2 separate regions of the Sus scrofa genome follow, and region 1 is linked to region 2. A link is a contact called in public HiChIP or PLAC-seq data. All regions are on one chromosome and are shown on one strand. Each heading gives the region's core, a stretch centred on a gene start, on an enhancer-like site or on the middle of the called end of the contact. The rest is flanking DNA. Distances are from core to core; before and after follow the strand shown. Region 1 overlaps GNA13 (guanine nucleotide-binding protein subunit alpha-13). Region 2 holds the start of AMZ2 (archaelysin family metallopeptidase 2).

The links. HiChIP or PLAC-seq counts read pairs in DNA pulled down with a chosen protein or histone mark.
Region 1: a contact with region 2 is called in an H3K27ac HiChIP or PLAC-seq map of alveolar macrophages. The contact joins the enhancer-like site here to the promoter of AMZ2 in region 2. A contact is called at or near these places in 4 of 47 Hi-C or Micro-C datasets (adipose tissue, blood, fetal liver and 1 more) and 2 of 2 datasets of contacts at active chromatin or transcription factors (alveolar macrophages and skeletal muscle).

The regions. Positions count from the first base shown.
Region 1 is chr12:11,939,723-11,942,684 of Sscrofa11.1, forward strand. The region is part of intron 2 of GNA13 (guanine nucleotide-binding protein subunit alpha-13); the gene reads right to left. Among named protein-coding and RNA genes, the nearest start is that of GNA13, 26 kb to the right of the region's middle. Within about 2 kb of position 1,344, at least 21 of the 83 cell types and tissues checked have an H3K27ac peak or open chromatin away from gene starts, as enhancers often do. A contact at or near this core is called in adipose tissue, alveolar macrophages and retroperitoneal adipose tissue, where this site is marked.
Region 2 is chr12:11,893,537-11,896,515 of Sscrofa11.1, forward strand. It overlaps AMZ2 (archaelysin family metallopeptidase 2), which reads right to left and starts at 1,475. Exons shown (of 9, transcript NM_001243604.1): 1 at 1,431-1,475; 2 at 879-971; 3 at 489-578.

The DNA.
Region 1 (2,962 bases), core at 94-2,593, 46 kb after region 2:
AACAAACAAAAAGACCCATGGTGGAAGTCCCTTGGTGGCCTAGTGGTTAAGGATTCAGAATTGTCACTGCTGTGGCTTGTGTTCGATCCTTGGCCTGGGAACTTCCACATGCCAAGTACTCACCCCTGCCCCAAAACAAAACAAAACAAAACAAAAACGATGTTGTTAACTCATCATTTTTTATCATAGGTGATACCACTGATCTTTCTATTAGTGAGAAAACTGAATGTGGGAGATATAAGAATAATCTTAAAAATCTTCCAATGCATGTGGCTATAAACTGAAGCCTCTTATTGTTAAAAGATCAAGCTCCCCCAAATAAACCTATTCTGAAACAAAACAATTTTAAGCACACACACACAAACATACACGTGCATATGTGAACACACATCTGTTACAAAAGGATGAATACTTTTCTGAATTAGGTAAAATTTAGGAGAAATTTCTTACAGTAGCTTTAAAGACCTGGAAAACAAAGCAAAACAAGAGAAAAGGCTTTTTACAGTCTAACAACAACAACAAAATTCCAAATTGAAAAAAACAAAATGTGTCTTATTTGCAACTGAACCATGAAGGACACAGAAAATGAATACTGCTATCTCTGTTCTCAGTAACCAAGAGCTTCTGACACGGCCTTTTGTTTGAGCTTTAGTGCCTTTATGCAAATCCGATACCTAGCTCAGTAACTGGCACCTGGCAGCCTCCTCTCGGCCTCTCCAAGCGTGGGGTGAAGCGTGATTTACTAGGGGAAGACTCCCTCACACACTTTTCTCTAACCGTTTCAGAAGGGATCCAAAGCCTCCCAGTTGTCTGATCTTCACGTGAAGGTGAATTATAGTCCTTTTGCTGGAACTACGGGATCTGGCAAGTCTCTAAACTTCTCCAGGCCTCAATTTAACTGTCAGTAAAAGAGGAAGTTCCGTGGTTCAATGGATAATCACCAAAGTTCTGCCCTAAGCAACAATTTCAGTTTGTACAACTGATTTAAACTTAACTTCTCCTTTCCTTATATCTACATGCCTATTAATCTTAAATTCACTTTTGTTGTGACTCATTATTCAAGTTATGTTGCTTAGTCTCCTGCCTAATACAAAAGTAAATAATTTCATGTATCGGACAAGAAATATCATGGGTTTAAGACTCACTCTTTGTTGGTTATGACTTGAAGCTCCATTATAACTTTCCTCAGTATGTTTTATGCTACTGAAGGGAATAAAATTTCAAAGAAAAGCTATTTCACACTTAGGACTTTAAAAATTTAAGATGTCTTACGTTATCCCTTAGTTCTTTCTTCTTTGTTTGAAATACTGAGACCACCCTCTAGGTAATGTATTGTAGTAAGCCTGAATGGTACAAAGCAGCACGGCACTCTGAAAATCTTGCAGTATTTCTTTAGCCTTTGGCTATCTGGGTTTGCCAAAAAAATGGCAGAGCAGCCAGCGGATCTAGGTTCTAGTTCTAGTCACAAGATTTGCTCTGCTATCAACAAAGCCAGGGAACCTGGTGAATTTAACTCAAGAATAAAATAAAATGATAGATGAAATGAATTAGCTCCAGTGTTCCTTTGAATTCAAAAATGCTATTAGCTCTATGAACCATATTTTGTGTCAGCTTCACTAAGCTGTGTCTCAACTAGGAATGGCCTCAATGTTGTCCCCATTTACAAGAGTCTTGTGTTATAGAGATTCTTTGCTTGCAGAGACAAAATGGGTGGGGGCCCTGAGTTTGAAGTTAGTAGAAAAACTGAGAACACAAATTAGAAAGTAACTTCTATTAAGCAAATGTGTGGTTACAGGGAGACCTGGCAGTTTATTTGCCCAGTTACCAAACAACTGGCAGATTTATTCAACATTCTCTTCTGAATGGCTAAAGTATATACAGAACAGAATTTAGGATGTACTAGTTTAAAAGGATGTGGCATTTAAGCTAGATGGCCAAAAGACACACTAGAAGAAATCACCTGCTTTTTTAGAAGAACATACCCAAACACTGGCAGCTTTATAGCAACAGGAAGGGGACAACTCTACTTACTCAACAGAGGTACAATCGAGTAGAGGTGTTAGCCTCAAAGTCTTATCTAAATTTTTAAAGTCTGTAGTGATAAGGATCAAATACAGATGTTTAAAAAGCAGGGCATACACATTCTAGAAAGCAACTTGGCAATATGTAACAGGAGCTTTAAAAATGATCCACCTCACAGAACTACAGGAGAAGCACAGGCAAGTACCACAGCGGTAGTGCATCACATCGTGGCCGAAGGAAAGGTTAGGTGAGAGCCGCTGGATTCTTTCTTTTACGTATTTTACACACTTGAGACCAAGCGTCGGCCAAAGGTGACCAGCAGGCCAAACACAGCCCTCTGCCCATCTTGTGTGGCCCATGAAGCTGCACTGGAGCAGAGCTGTGCTCATCTGTTTATGTGCCTTCTGTCTATGGCTGCCTCCCGGCCACAGCAGCCAGGAGAGCAGGCATCACGGTGCATGTGGCGCTCTCTTCTCTTTGCAACCACAAACTGCCCAGACACAGTTAAAACTTGAAAATGTTTCAAGTGTCATCAGTACTGCAATACCATGCCTTTTTTTTTTTTTTAATTACTAGTGCCCATCCACCAAAACAAGAAGCAAAAAAGAGAACTTTTATGTGTTGCGCTTTCAAGGCACAGCAGAATGTGGATGATTCTGACATCAAACGAGGTGGCAAAGCACTGTGTTTATCATGCAATGACCCTACAGCTGTACTAAAAGTATATGTGTACATCAACACCACCAGACTAAGCACTCTGCAAAATAATCCCAGCTTACAGAAAAGCAAGTCAGAAAAGTTACACAATTTTAAATAGAATAGTTCATCACAGAATTTCTTCACAAAAGGAAAAAATGAAAACGAGACTGCAACTGCTAGCCAACAAGTTTCCAAGAGCTTCTTATTTGTTAGCCAAGCAAGGACTACCAGGGACTGCTCA
Region 2 (2,979 bases), core at 225-2,724:
ATACTGGTGACTTTACCTCTCCTCCACATATAGCTCTCATTTCTCCCCAGAGTGGAATGACGGATCAATTGATTGCTAATGCCCTGGAGTGATCACACCCAACTACTGTTTGCTCTCCCCATTTCTAACCCATTTCTTGGGGAGGGTCTCTGAAAGAGAGAGGAGAAAATCATGAAATTCATTCCTCCATCCCTTAGGGAACCTGCTCCTCTTATAACAACCAGTGGTAACCATAAGACACGGCCTGATTCCCCCTTTCCTTCTGTCATTTGGGGAAGAGTAACAATGTTATGAATTGACTCATTACAGCCACATGAAAAGTACTCATCCTTTCTAATGTGACTCAAAGAGGTCCAGGAAGAAACAAAAAGAGAACTAATGCAAACCCTGCCGGCTGATAACACAGATCAGCCCCGTTGAAGTTTACTGTCTCAAGGTCATGTCACCCCAGGAAAGACATCAGGTGACTAATCAAAGGCCAGACTTACAATGACAGGCTGCTTCCATTCACATCATGTTCCTATGAACTGATCTCATCCTTCCGTTTGAATGGGTGAACCAGCTGCCCCGCCACGAGGCTTTTTGAGTGAGGAAAGGAAAAAAACAGATATCATCCACTGGAACCTATATTTTATAACTATCCAGGCTTTTCCAGTTTAATGAAAGACAACTGATGGGAAATTTTAACCTAATGGCTGTTCTGGCTGGACATCTGAATTCTGGGGTTCCAGAGTGAGGAAGAAATTCCAAAACAAAGATCTCTATTGTCAGAGCTCTCCCGGGAGCAGAGAAACCTCGCTGCTCCACAACTGAGCTGAAATCTGACTTCTACAGCACAAAATAGCAAGCAAGATGTGCCCTCCTGTATTTCTACATACCTTTAGGGAGAGGAAGGATCCCATTGAAGTTTTTGCCTCACAAGGACAGGCATGTCGGGGCCTGGTGGGAAACTTGTGTGGGGGGCCTTCACCCTGATAGTAAAAAGGCAGGGTGAACGGTCAGGAGGCCTCCTGTGGCCTCCCAGGTCTGCTCTGGGTGGCGGGGGGGAGGCAGATGGGGGTCACTTCAGTGGGATGGAGGCCTGTAAAGCTGTCCGTGTTCTAACCAGCACGTCCCAGGTGAAGCGGGGCAAGTTGCCTATAGCAACTCGCAGATTGGGCTCGGCCGTGCAAGGGCGACCCGGACCACGGCTGGGGGCGGAGTGGGGATCCCAAGGGGACTCTCGCTTCGCCTTTTCCACCCAAGGAAGGCCCAGCCTAGTTCCCCGGAGACACCCCGCCCCCGCTGTCCTCCCGGCTTCCGCCGCAGGCTGCTCCTCCCACATCCTCATCCCTCCCCACCGACCGCGACAGTCGCCATCCTCTACAGGCAAGAATGCCCGGCTAGGAGGGCCCGGCCCGGCTCTGACGGCTCCCCCGCACTATCCTCACCCCTCCAGGCGTAGACACCGCCCGCCTGCCTCCCGCGGCGGCCCTGCGCGCCCGCTCACCGCACGCGGCGCCGCGCCACGCCCCTTCGACGGACGCCCCGCCCACCACACGCCGCTCGGTTCCGTCGCGCCCCGCCCCGCCCCGCCGCACGGGCCCGTCTCGCGGGAGCCAATCCCGTGGCCGCCACTGTTCTCGCGACCTAGAGCGGAGCAGGGTCACTAGGGGGCGACGGGGCGCCCAGATCCGTCCCCATGCTCGCCCTTTTCGGCCTCGCCCTCGCAGAAGCGCCGCTCCCAGCCTCTAAAGGGCTGGTCTCCTACCATGCTGGGGCGGGGCGGCCGCGTCCCGGGATTTGCTGGTTTGTCAATGTGCTCAGCGGGCCGTGGGTTTGAGAAGCGCCCTCGACGTGACTAGTTCAACCAGGCGGTTCCAAAATAAATCAGCCGTGGCCACAGGCTGACGCACAGCCTCGGCGCGTGCTCCCAGCTGTCGTCACCCTTTATCTGGTGGCAGCCTCTGCAGCCACTGGGGCGTGGGGGTGCAGCGAGTGGCAGGCGGCGCGGAGGCGGTGTCCGAGACCCGTGGCACTAGCAGGATTTCCGCTTCACCCAGGGATGCGTCCCTTGGCCTCTCACGAGTGCTGAAAGGGCCAAAATGCGTGTGCCAAAAAGATGTTGGGAAGAAGAAAGGGGCGCCTTCGGGCTTTGCTACTGAACTGGCCCTGTGGCCTTGGAGACGCAGTTGAACGTCTCTGGGTCTCGAGGTTCACTGTAGAGGATGAGAAGAGAGAGCTCTGATCCGTGAGGCCCCCCTTCAGCCCTGGGAAGTTGAGGGTTCCCATGACCCACTCCTGTTCTGCCCCCTCATGCAACCAGCGCTCATTCGTGTAGATATTAGGACACGCTCAGTACTAGAGAAGGAATGGGGACCCACTCGATCATGTGGGTCTCCAGCTGACTTCCAAACAAGCCCAGCCACCTCCTACACCCTCCTTTGTCTCCAACTCAGTTCATTCTTCCCCAGGTTTATCCCATGCTCACCACCCTGCCTATCCCAGCAGCTCCCTGCAGAGGAACCCTGGGCAAGACCTATTCCTTTCAAACCTGATTCCTCAGACTTCCACCTTTTTACATGGATTCTCTTCCAACATCTCAACTTAAAGGACACCCAGCTTTCTTCCCAGGGCATCACTTCTCTCCCAACCTTCACTCAGAAATACTCCTAAATTCGGTTTTTCATTTCCAAGCCGCTGTCCTACCCCTGCAAAGCAATCTCTGTTCTGCTGAAGTTCAGGCCATTTTACCAGACTCGAGTTTTTCTTCATCCTAATTTCCCTTCCCTTTCTTCAGAAAAGACACACACACACTTTTTTTCTTTTCTTTTATTTTCGGGGCTGCACCTCTGGCATATGAAAGTTCCCAGACTGGAGATCAAATTAGAGCTGCAGCTGCTGGCCTGTGCCAGATTCTTAGCCCACTGATCGGGGCCAGGGATTGAGCCCACATCCTCATGGATGTAGTCAGGTTCTTAACCCACTGAGCCACAAGAG